Regions from separate parts of the Xenopus laevis genome. Here regions 2 and 3 are each linked to region 1. A link is a contact called in public Hi-C data. All regions are on one chromosome and are shown on one strand. Each heading gives the region's core, a stretch centred on a gene start, on an enhancer-like site or on the middle of the called end of the contact. The rest is flanking DNA. Distances are from core to core; before and after follow the strand shown.

Evidence for each region. A called contact is a pair of places that touch in the nucleus more often than the background predicts.
Region 2: a contact with region 1 is called in a Hi-C map of the XTC cell line, with 5 times the contacts expected there. The contact joins two enhancer-like sites. A contact is called at or near these places in 2 of 4 Hi-C or Micro-C datasets (the XL177 cell line and the XTC cell line).
Region 3: a Hi-C map of the XL177 cell line shows a contact between it and region 1, with 5 times the contacts expected there. The contact joins the promoter of thbs1.L here to the enhancer-like site in region 1. A contact is called at or near these places in 2 of 4 Hi-C or Micro-C datasets (the XL177 cell line and the XTC cell line).

Annotation. Positions count from the first base shown.
Region 1 is chr8L:112,108,310-112,112,540 of Xenopus_laevis_v10.1, reverse strand. No RefSeq gene overlaps it. Among protein-coding and RNA genes, the nearest start is that of LOC121396903, 38 kb to the right of the region's middle. Within about 2 kb of position 1,855, at least 1 of the 7 cell types and tissues checked has an H3K27ac peak or open chromatin away from gene starts, as enhancers often do.
Region 2 is chr8L:112,564,902-112,569,132 of Xenopus_laevis_v10.1, reverse strand. It overlaps fsip1.L (fibrous sheath-interacting protein 1), which reads left to right. Exons shown (of 11, transcript XM_018231287.2): 4 at 41-139; 5 at 1,731-1,885; 6 at 4,219-4,231. Among protein-coding and RNA genes, the nearest start is that of fsip1.L, 16 kb to the left of the region's middle. Within about 2 kb of position 2,197, at least 1 of the 7 cell types and tissues checked has an H3K27ac peak or open chromatin away from gene starts, as enhancers often do.
Region 3 is chr8L:112,438,558-112,442,788 of Xenopus_laevis_v10.1, reverse strand. thbs1.L (thrombospondin 1 L homeolog) reads right to left here and starts at 1,915. Exons shown (of 10, transcript NM_001086349.1): 1 at 1,791-1,915; 2 at 501-588; 3 at 1-144. The coding sequence starts at 567.

The DNA of each region.
Region 1 (4,231 bases), core at 606-3,105:
TGCAAGTTGGACATGGGTGGACTAGAAGTAGATTAAGGTAGGTTGCATGACCTGCTCATCATTAAACCCAATGTAACACCATCTGAATATTAATTCATTGTCCAGAAAGGTGTCCTTACTTACATTTCATAGTCTGTTGTCCTATGATTTGGCCAATTCTTGGCCTTCCTCCAGTATAAGTAATGTGCTCAGCTACCCTGTCATGGCCAGTGCTGTTGTTTATAATTTTTTCCTTGTGGGTCCCAGCCAACCAATGTTAGCTGAGGCACCAACAGATGACCTACTTGTTGAATTTAAATACCACGGGAACAGACAGTGAAGAAGCCAAATCTGCCGACCAGCAGAGGAGGGAAGGCTGCTGCAAGTGTCTGGGCAGCTGCCCATTATCAGTAGGTAGAATGGCACTTTATTATCTCCTGCATGGCTGAGCACCATCTGAGCTCTCAATGAGGCCTTGTCTAAACGCTTCATGAATAATGAAACAGGCAGAGGTTGCCCTGGTGACAAGCCAGTAGCTCTTGATACACAGGTTACCATGGCTAAAGCAGTCCTAAAAAACTCAAATAGGACCCCCCACCCCTCCCTCCCTCCCTGATCCCTCTCCATTCTTTCTGGAGCCTGTTTGCTTAATAATTTACAGGACAGAAAGTTTTATGGGGAGAACACATTCAAGCTCTGAGTGCCGATGTTTGGCACTAAATCTTACGGTGCTGCTGTAGCTTTGTACAAAATCACAAGTGTAAACAGCCCCTGAATTCAGCCTTGAAGGGATTCTGTCATGATTTTTATGGTGTAGTTTTTATTTCTAAATAAGACTGTTTACACTGCAAAGAATTCACTCTACCATGTAAAATTTAATTGCTGAACCAGCAAGTGTGTTGTTGTTTTTTTTTTTTATAACATTGGTGTGTAGGCAGCCATCTCACTTCATTTTGCCTGGTCATGTGCTTTCAGAAAGCCAGCACTTTAGGATGAAACTGCTTTCTGGGAGGCTGTTGTTTCTCTTACTCAATGTAACTGAATGTGTCGCAGTGGGACCTGGATTTTACTATTGAGTGTTGTTCTTAGATCTACCAGGCAGCTGTTAGCTTGTGTTAGGGAACTGTTATCTGGTTACCTTTCCATTGTTCTGTTGTTAGGCTGCTGGGGAGGAAAGGAAGGGGGTGATATCACTCCAACTTCCAGTACAGCAGTAAAGAGTGATTGAAGTTTATCAGAGCACAAGTCACATGACTGGGGGCAACTGGGAAACTGAAAATATGTCTAGCCCCATATCAGATTTCAAAATTAAATGTAAAAAAATCTGTTTGCTCTTTTGAGAAATGGATTTCAGAGCAGAATTATGCTGGATCAGCACTATTAACTGATGTGTTTTGAAAAAAAACATGTTTTCATATGACAGTATCACTTTAATAACTTGGGAGGGGCATGCTGGGAAATGCCTATATGTACTAATATCCTCACCGTAAGAGAGGGGAGGAAAGAAATGTCACATAATTGCAGCTTTTTACCAAGGGTGAGAGATACATGGAACCCTCTTCCAGCAATGATGTTTTTTTTCTATTCCAGCAAAGTGGAGTTGAGAAGGCAGATATATGGCATTGTTTAGACTTTCTAAAGCACAAACAAGCTTTATCAAATTAAACAAACCCTAGACAGGTGTGTAAATGGGGTATTATATGCTAGTGTTTACATTTATCCCCCCCCCCCAGCAACCAGTAACAAATTTGCCCTTATCATTCTAACTGCACTAGAGCAGTTAAAGTGAACTGCTGATTGGTTGCTATGAGTTACTGGGTAAACTTTGCTCATGTTGTTACATAATCCTCCTAGGCAAAGCTGACCAGTGTTTCCTATGGAGTGGGTTGATAATAAAGTGTCCCACACATTCCAGATAGAGTACAATAACAATGTCATGCCAAAAGGTTTACTCTGCAGTTGGCCGGGGGCCAGATAGAAGGAGCACATTCAGCGTCCAGTATAGGAGTACTCATTACAGCTCTATGTAACAGGCAGGATTGGATGACTCCCTGCGAGTTTGCAGGTTCTTTAGAGAATATTGCTCTGAGTGTGGGCAGCATTGGACAGGGCCTGACTAAAGTATAAGGGGTCTAACGGGAGCCCCTGTGAGCTAAACACAGTTATTAATAGGGGGTTATGTGATAACAGTTGCCAGTTCAGTAGGTCTAGGAGCAGCCGATCAAGAGATACCTACTGGACAGCTGTTTAAAAGCAAACATTTGAATGGTTGCTATGGGATACTAGACCACAAACACTGGCGATTAAACTGTATCCATAGAATTTTGTGGCTGAAATACTCCCGTTTCATTCATTGTGCAAGTGAAAAACACCTCCTTGCTGAAAGGAACGTCCTGAAACCCTGTGCCTGGTGCTGCCATTTGCCACCTGCCACCTGCTTATCCAGAATGTTAAATCCCATCAGAGCCGAGATTTATTTCTATATGTGTGTCACCAAGAAAAAGGAAATTAGTGAGTAGGAATGTAATTCTTTCATCTGTGGGCTGTTTTATAGCTTGCTGCATGCTGCTGTCCATGGAACATTTATTAGTGATATTATATTACCTGCCTTTAGGCTTTGCCGTCCATAGCACCGTCCTTGTATAGTGATTTTTGTGAAGAAGGCTCCCTGGTTCGCTGGCCGCTGCTGACACCTTATGGCAAAGGCTGGTAATGCAGAATCTGATCCCTAAAAAAGTTCCATCAGTTTGAAACACTATTATGTAATGTAATTTTCACATATATATATATATATATATATATATATATATATATATATATATATATATATATATATAAATATATATATATATATATATATATATATTTTTTTTTTTTTTATATATATAAATATATATATGTGTGTGCGTCAGAATAAAAATAAGAATAAGAATAAAAAATATCATATTTCATTTTATATATAAAATATATATATACATATACATTTATATAAATGTATATATTTATAATGAAATGTGATATTTTTAATTCTTTGGATATGGAAATTATGGAGATTATTAATCTTTAGCTATAGCGTCCCTTTAGATAGAAATTATATTTTCATATTTGGCAAACAATTACATTTTTTGTGCCCAAGCATATACAGGTATAGGATGCATTATACGTGAACCTGTTATCCAGAATACTCAAAATATATATATCCAGGAAGGTCATCTACATTTTTCTCAAATAATGTTAAATTCTCTGTAATAAAACTTTGTACTTGATCCTAACTAAGATACAGTATAATTAATAATGTAACAAGTCTATTGGGTTTATATAATGTTTTTTTTAGTAGTACAGAGATTTAAAATATGGAAATAAACCTTATCCAGAAACCCCAGATGCAGAGCATTCTGGATAAGAGTTCACATACCTGAAGGGTTGGCACCTAGGGTTGCTAGCTGATATTTTAACCGTTTGGCCAGTTAAAATGATGTTTGATCTAAAAGTTATTAACAAGGAAGAAAAATAATTATATAGGAAGGCTGGTATTTTTTTCAGAAAATGTGGCAACCCTATTAGCACCTCAATCCCTTATATAATAGTAAAATACAAACAAAATGGTCAGTAATCAGTACAAATACATACTGCACTGCTTTCTAAAGAGTCATGCAACAGAATATAGTAGGGATCCATATGTGACCAATATGAAAGGTCTTAGCACAAACCCCACGTGTATAACACGAGTCTTTACAAGCACATGGGCGTCAACGTGCAATTCCCGGCACTAAAAGTAAAATGTAAATATGTGTGCCTCCAATGGCATGTCAGCAGAGAAAAGAGCGTGTCTAACACATGACTCCTGCGCTTGTCTGAGACTCATGTCTGACTGGGCCAGCGGGTAGGAGAACAGGCCGCAGGAGGTGCGTGTGAATGGTGAGTTAGAGCAAGGAGACTGCCCCAGGGACTCATTTATTTACACTGAAGATACAATATGAAGGCGGAGACAGCAGGAGCGTTGAGTCAAAGGTGTCACCTAACAAATATACCTGCCAGCTATAGTCTGTGGAAGCAGTGAACAGTCTAAATTACAACTTTTACTAAAGGACTGCAAAATGTCATTAAGCGGAGAATGGACAGAATGCAAAGAATGTTCCTGTACATGTAAAATTACTTTAACCAGAGTGAAGGGAAGAATAATCAGTTAGTCAGTAAGTCTAAATATACCACGTATGCCTGCCTACCCCTAAATGCTGTTGGCCTGCCAACT
Region 2 (4,231 bases), core at 948-3,447, 460 kb before region 1:
TCAGCATAACTGGATTACATAAAATCTCTGTTGGTTTTAGATCTCCTTTCTCATGAGTCTGAAGATGAATTTTTAGACTTGCCATCTGCTGAGTTTGAGGATGCATGTGAAAATGATGAAGATCCAAAAGATGATCAAGGTGATTAATCATAGTCTGTAATACCCTAATCAACATGGAAACATGTGGTACTTTAAACACTTGCAGTCGGCACAGCATATAGTATAAGCGATACCACCAGTGAGATCTTACGTTCTTGTCTGACCACCAGTGCAATAGAAAAATCCTAGATAGTGGAATGCAACTGATTTTTCTCATGTCTAATATGTCTCTTCACACAAAAGGCAATTTACTCTCAGACAAATATACACGAGAGAAAGGATGTATCTGTTTCTAATACTGCATTTGGCAGGATTTAAATCTTTAATGATAATTCAGTAACACTCTATCAAACCAGTATAGAAACACGTGTGTCCCACATGGTTAGAATTGAACTGTGCCTCTTAATTACATAGTGAAGCACATCTGGGCCTTTTGTAATGTATTTAGAATTATTTTAGTACTGATAATGGTTGTAGATCAGGGATGTAAAGTCATTGTGATAACTTTGTGACTTGCAGTGCCATTAATTCCATTGTTGTTGCAAATGCTTTACCTAAGAGAGCAAATGAAAAACATCCTTGAGCTACACAGACAACATAGAGGGATGTATAATTCCATGAAATGCACAGAAATCGAATCCATTCTGTGGCACAATCATAATACACTAGGACTAGGTGATTTCTCCCCCTAATACAAATAAATGTATTTTGACAGAATGAGGGCTACATTATTGGGTGAAGATATGGAAAATAGGCACATACCTGTGCTAGTGTATTGAAATAAGTGTGCTATTCCCAGTGTGTAAATGTGAAGTACAAAAAGGATTTCCTGTGCTCTGTTGTGTAAATGAAGATGCACAAAGCTCATAGGTAATGTTGATCACTGCCTTTGTTTTTTTTTGTTTTTTTCCAAGTGTTCTTGACAATGTGAACAAGCTCTAGGCCTATGTCAAGATACTGAGCAGTTAGATATTACAGAACTATAATTCCCAGCAGTAGCGTAACTATAGGGGCAGCAAACATTGCACCACATTCTTTGGTAACCCTTCCTCACACTTACATTGTGCAAGGAACAGGTCTCATAAGCCTGAGATCTAGGACTGGGGATCCATAGGTATGCTACTTACTCACTGCTGGGATCTCAACTGAGTATTGCCATTTCCATAATAGTCATACATGTGAAGATACAATACTTTAAATGCTAAACACTCATACAAGTGATCTGTTGGTAGTCTTTCTTGGGTATTACTCAGGGGAAATGACAGAGCTTATTTGTATCATTGCTGACCCATAAATGTGGTCTGTGCATCCCTGCTGCTGTCATACATATCCCCCTTTTTTGCTGCTAATCCTGGGATGTTTTTCAGTAGAGTCATATTTCATTCAATGACATACACCTAATGTTTGTATTTAGAATGTTAGTTTGGAGATTAAATAATTAAAAGCCTCAAATATTCTGTTCCAGTCTCCTGCTGTGACTTTCCGCTATACACAAACAAGTCCAGCTCAGAAATGAATTAAGTCTATGTTTCCATACCAGTGATACACACCTAGGAGATGCCAACACCGTGCTGCTTTCTTTAACATCCCTTCCCCCTGTGTTTACATTTTATCCTTTTTTATTTAAACAGATATTGCTGATGATAAAGCCATTGACCCTAAGATGGAAAGAGCCATAAAAAGGATGCAGGCTTTGGATGACATCTTACAGAGAAAGCTGGCCAAGGAGAAGGAGGTGAAAGCTCAAGGCCTTGAGATCCGCATAAAGCTGTGGGAAGAACTCCAGGTTGGCTAATGAATTGTATACGTTATACATTATTCCAGGCCTGAAGTCCCTCAGCCATAACTTAAAATGTGTAGCTTTGAGAATCCTGCCGATACATGTCCCATTGTGGTGTGTTTTTGACATGGCACCTCTCTCTCTCACTGGCATTCTGTTGAATCTAGATACCTTACCTACAGGATAAATAATCATATCAGAGTTTACCCTTTTTGCTTAAATGTAATTATCTCACATAGTATAGAACCCAAGAAGGTCAAGTCTATAATGAAACAAGCCCACAGATTCCCACAGGGCCATACTTTGCTGCTCCTGTTGGTCTGTTGCTCTTATTTCCCATAAGGCCCAGACCTGAAATCTGCGGCTTCTGCCAAATGCCAGAGAGGCTGCTGTAAGATATAAGAAGTCACTATCGAGTGGGGGCTGTTTGGGTCTCTATTTACTATTAATGCCAGGGCCTATATTGACTCCTAGTCCAAATGTGCCTCCCATGCTTTTTTAGAAGCTATAGTAGCACTTCTCACATCCAGTACTGATTTACAGTGGAATAAAAAACAAACTTACTTGAAAGAGTGTCTCTGACATATAGGAATTAGTCCTGATCCGAGTGTTCAGAATGTTTGCTGATCAAGTCACTTCATTTCACTGAACTAAAAGGTTATGTGGGCTCACCTTCTCTCCTATTAGCATTACTTTAACTGATTTCAGATGTTCAGTAATTTGCCAGGCATTACTGACATGCTAAGCATTGCTGTCTCGTCTACTGTGGGTCTCATGCGCAATAAACAAATGGATAATAAATACTCTAATTACTCACATTAAACGAATAACAACTGTCTTTAGTAACATATAAGTTAGGTTGAAAAAAGACACACGTCCATTAAGTTAAAGCTTTTAACTCTATTTTAACCTGCCTAACTGCTAGTTCAGGGATCCCCAACCTTTTGAACCCGTGAGCAACATTCAGAAGTAAAAGGAGTTGGGGAGCAACACTAGCATGAAAAATGTTCTTGGGGGGTCAATTAAGTGCTGTGATTGGCCATTTGATAGCCCCTATGTGGATTGTCAACCTGCATTGAGGCTCTGTTTGGCAGTGCACCTAGTTTTTATACAATAAAAACTTGCCTGGAATTCAAAAATAAGCTCCTGCTTTGAGGCCACTGGGAGCAACATCCAAGGGGTTGGAGAGCAACATGATGCTCACGAGCTACTGGTTGGGGATCATTGTGCTAGTTGATCCAGAGGAAGGCAAAAAAAAAAAAAAACCCCCATCTGAAGCCTCTCCAGTTTGCCTCAGAGAGGGAAAAAAATCCTTCCTGACTCCAAAATGGCAATCAGACTAGTCACTGGATCAACTTGTACTATGAGCTATCTCCCATATCCCTGTATTCCTTCACTTGCTAAACACCATCCAACCCCTTCTTAAAGCTATCTAATGTATCAGCCTGTACAACTGATTCAGGGAGAGAATTCCACATCTTCACAGCTCTCACTGTAAAAAAACCCTTCGCAATATTTAGGCGGAAACTCTTTTCTTCTAATCAGAATGGGTGACCTTGTGCCAGTTTATTTACCTCCTGGTAAATAAAGCATTAGAGAGATGATTATATGATCCCCTTATATATTTATACATAGTTATCATATCACCCCTTAAGCGCCTCTTCTCCAGTGTGAACATCCCCAATTTGGCTAGTCTTTCCTCATAGCTAAGATTTTCAATACCTTTTACCATCTTAGTTGCCCTTCTCTGTACCCTCTCTAATACAATAATGTCCTGTTTGAGTGATGGAGACCAAAACTGTACGGCATATTCTAGATGGGGCCTTTCCAATTTTTCCTTTTGAAGGATTGTCTGGACTGGCAATCTGGCTGCTCTGTGATGCCATAGTCACTATTTAGTGGGCTGGTAGGGGATGTTTAGGTCTTTGTGTACTTGAAATGCCAGGGCCTGGACCTGCTTATTTAGTAAGTTCAGAGGTGTAAAGACTTCTAGATATGTGGCTGTAGTGCTTGGTGTTCTGTTTGTAATTAAGGGCCCCAGTTTGGAAATTAGGGTTCCATGCATTCTTTGTGATTGTAAGAAATAGTAGATTATGAGGAAATTATTCCAAAATTATTCTCCCAAGAGGCAGTGATCTGAAATAAAAAGTATAAGTCAGGCAAGACATCCTCCCAGCATGCATTCATTATTGTACTGGTCTCCTGAAAATAGTGTAGATTTATGGTCCCGCACGTGGCCCTTTTATGTGCCAGGTTCCTAGGAGGGTTTAATTAAGCATTATATGAGCATATTTAATGTGTGTTCTGTTCTCTTTGGCTTTACCCCCTGGATTCCTTAGCGTGCAACAATAC
Region 3 (4,231 bases), core at 666-3,165, 330 kb before region 1:
CAGCATTTTCAATTCTATAAGCTGGGCTGGAAGGGTCAGGTCCCTTCACTAAATGAAGTCCTTCAGGCTTACGAGAGCCAGCCTTGCGGTTGTATCCCGTTAACTCAAACAGATCAAATACACTGTTATCATCATTCCCAGATTCTGAAATAGAAACAGAATGTCTATGTTTGATACAAATTTACCTTTACGTGCCGTCAGTGTAAGTTTTTTTTTAAGACTCTGGAGAACCAGGAGGTTCTCCCAAACAATAATCATTGCCAAACAGTGACATGAAGTCTGATTTACTCAGTACATGTGTATAAGTAATACAAATATGAATGTTTCAGTGCTACTTAGATAAAAAGGACAATCAGTACCCACATGCATGGCACCAATATTTATTCCCACCTCTATGTGCAAAGCACCTTCAATATAGATTTACTCTGTGTTTCTCACTGAGTACACAAATATATTGAAGAAGGACAGTCATTACTTGAAAAAGTTTGTTCTTTTCTTACCTGCTGCCTGATGTGTCTGAGGCATGGCCAACATCAACAGTAGGAAAATTCCCTTCATCATCCCCATGATGGAGAAATGCAGTTACTTCTGAAAAAAGGGGAGAACCCTATAAATATATATCCACTGCTATCAACCCAAGTATCCACTCAACAGTTCTCTCAACATTCCCATCAGGCAAAACAGCAGGGTGGTGCAGTTCAGCGGTATCTAGGGTTCCATACAATGCATATCCCTGGTCATACATGATAGCAATTAACTTTTTTCAATGCTATAGTGAGCGCTACATATCTTATCTATTATCTTATCTATTTAAAGCAACAATGATAGAGCTGTCTGTAAGTACACCATACTAATTATACCCAGTTGATAATCTACAGCTTCTTGCATTCCAGTCAACAACTGAAGGCTGGGAATTATAGTTCAATAACAGGTCAAAGTTTCAAATTGAACCCCAGCCTTCTGAAATTGCCAGGGGCCTCGAATTCCACCCTTAATCACACCAACAAACCAACTCTTGTTGTCTATAATTGCGTCTATACATTAACAAGGCAAGACAGAGAATTACACCGGCGTTATAACATTAATAAGCATAGTGAGCATTCCTTTATGACACGTTTAATAAAGTTCTTGGTGTGGTTTGTAATAACTATTCATTTACATTCCACAGGGATGGCACAGAAAAAGAGAAGGATCTTTAGCTGGGGGGCAGACAAGCAATTTTATCCGGTCTCACTCAACCACATCTCTCAATTCTCAATGTGCAATTAAATAGAAAGACAAGCTCATCACAGGGTATAACCTATGCAGACTATGGAAGGTGAATTCTTGGCTCTTCCAACAGAATTCTGGAAAATGATCAACAGCGTTTCAAGGAAAAACAAAGCAAATCCAAACACCTTGCTTGTTATCAGCGACTAACATAAGCCAGTCTATTTAACACACACACAGTCGTGCCATGGGGATGCCTTTCTAATATCTTACTTACTGTCATATACTAAGGCAATCTGGATAATGAATCCTATAACCTCATTATAAAAATAAACTTTGCAGAAAAAAAAGTTTAAATCCAACAATTTCCCAGCCATACAGGTAAAGCATGATCATGCACTAAGAATCACACATGCCCCATGATGAAAACAGCACATGCACTAATGAATTAGATAAGCAATTAAAATAATGCAATGCATGATCCACTGGTACTGGCTGGACGCAACCTTATGATATTTTGGCATTGGATGAGTTAGTCCATACAAGAGAAGCAGCAATGGGAAGAAAGCAAATCCTCTTACACTTGTCCTTCTCTCTGTCTGCTCTTCTGTTGAGCTCTGTCGGGTCCGGCTCCTGCTGCTGCCACTGGTTAATGAGAATGGAAGTGGGAGCCCTTGGGTGCGTTTATCCACTCACTGTGCGTTCTGATCCCGGGATAGCGCTCTCTCCTCGCATATAAAGCGCACGGCACATCCCAGGGAGCCTCCCCCAGCCAATCACAGGCCGAGCGGTAGGAAACGAGCTACTGTTTATTCTATGAGCTCACAACATGAGGAGGGACAGACACAACTATCGCAAGGCGAAGATTTGCCGCTCTGACGCACGCTCAGGAATTTCTAACTGACTCTGCGCCAAATTCTTTTTTTTTTTTGTCAATTCAAGGGATACGCAAGAAAGGCATGCCAGTGTATAACCATATATATACATAAACCATACACACACATAAACACATACTTTTGTAAAAGGAAGTTGTTCACTTTTAATAACTATTTCTCTGTTTTTCTCTTTGTATTTATCACCGACTGGCACCTTATCATATGCTGAACTATGGGCATGTGACTCTATTTTGTAATCTAAGACCCCATATAGGTTTGTTTCACTTTATAGCAATACAGATTATTTGTATCTGAGTGTCTATTATTATCTATCTATCATCTATCTATCTATCTATCTATCTATCTATCTATCTATCATCTATCTATCTATCATTATCTATCTCATCTATATCTATCTATCTATCTATCTATCTATCTATCTATCTATCTATCTATCTATCTGTCTGTCTGTCTGTCTGTCTGTCTGTCTGTCTGTCTGTCTCTCTCTCTATCTATTATCTATCTATCTATCTATCTATCTATCTATCTATCTATCTATCTATCTATCTATCTTTCTATCTATTATCTATTTATCTATCCATCTGTCTGTCTATCTATATATCAATCTATTTATCTTTGACTGTCTGTCTATATTATCTATCTATCTATCTATCTATCTATCTATCTATCTATCTATCTATCTATCTATCTATCTATCTATTATCTATGTATCTATCTATCTTTCTATCTATTATCTATTTATCTATCCATCTGTCTGTCTATCTATATATCAATCAATTTATCTTTGACTGTCTGTCTCTATTATCTATCTATCTATCTATCTATCTATCTATCTATCTATCTATCTATCTATCTATCTATCTATCTATCTCTCTCTCTCTCTATTATCTATCTATCTATCTATCTATCATCTATCTATCTATCTATCTATCTATCTATCTATCTATCTATCTATCTATCTATCTATCTATCTATCTATCTATCTCTCTATTATCTATCTATCTATCTATCTATCTATCTATCTATCTATCTATCTATCTATCTATCTGTCTGTCTGTCTGTCTGTCTGTCTGTCTGTCTGTCTGTCTGTCTGTCTGTCTATCTATCTATCTATCTATCTATCTCTTTATCTATCTATCCATCTGTCTGTCTATCTATTATCTATTATCAATCTATCTATCTCTGTCTTTACTTATCTATTGACTATATAGGGTCCTAGTACAGTGTAACGTAAGGCATTGCATATATGTAGTCCTATACACAATTTTTTCAAAAACACACACACCAACACACCAATGCGTCACCTTCTGAGACCCAAGACTAGTCTGAGTTAGATTGTGTCACTGAGAGAACTATACTGCTCATCATGTTAATAATTCACTGTAAGAGACTCTCCAGGTGATCATTGGATCAGACAGAATGGAAAGAAATTAGAAGTGGGATCAAGCCCCATAAAACTATGTTGACACAGAGCAGGAGGCTGCATTTAATTGCATGCACAGTCCAAGATCCACAATACTGCCATAAAGGATATACAGAACAAATATTTATATGGCAGTTTGTGCAGTGTCCTAGGATACTGAGAGGTATAGTTGAGCCTAAGACTGTATCTATTCTGTACAGCCTGACACCCTGGCAGCCTAAAATACACACAAAGTTCTGGAAAACTATCAATCTGGCACCAAAGAACACATTGTGTAAATGATCAGGCTCCTCATGCAGAATCTTTTAAGTGCATCATTCAACTTTATAAATGGCTTCTTTAGGCAATTAACCGATTTTAGGTGTAGCCATAAATTAAAAAAAAAAAGTTTTAATTTGAAAGCAAGCCTCCTGGTATTTCTCAGAGCATTCCTAGTCACGCACAGGTTCCTCCAACATGTAAAAGGAGTTTGCAAAGGAATCCAGTAGTTGGTACTGAGCTAGCAGGGAGGCAATACACCCAGCAGCCATGAGAGGGGGCATGTGAGCTAGAAAAGACTGTTTACTGCACACAAACTCTTCCAAATATTTTTGTAGAAAAAAATCAATAAAAGAGATTAAATAAAGCTGTACCGCAGTTACTAGTGTCCACCTTTTATAAAGAATAGTTGAGCCGGTCCTGCTCTTTTTTTTTTTTTTGCACA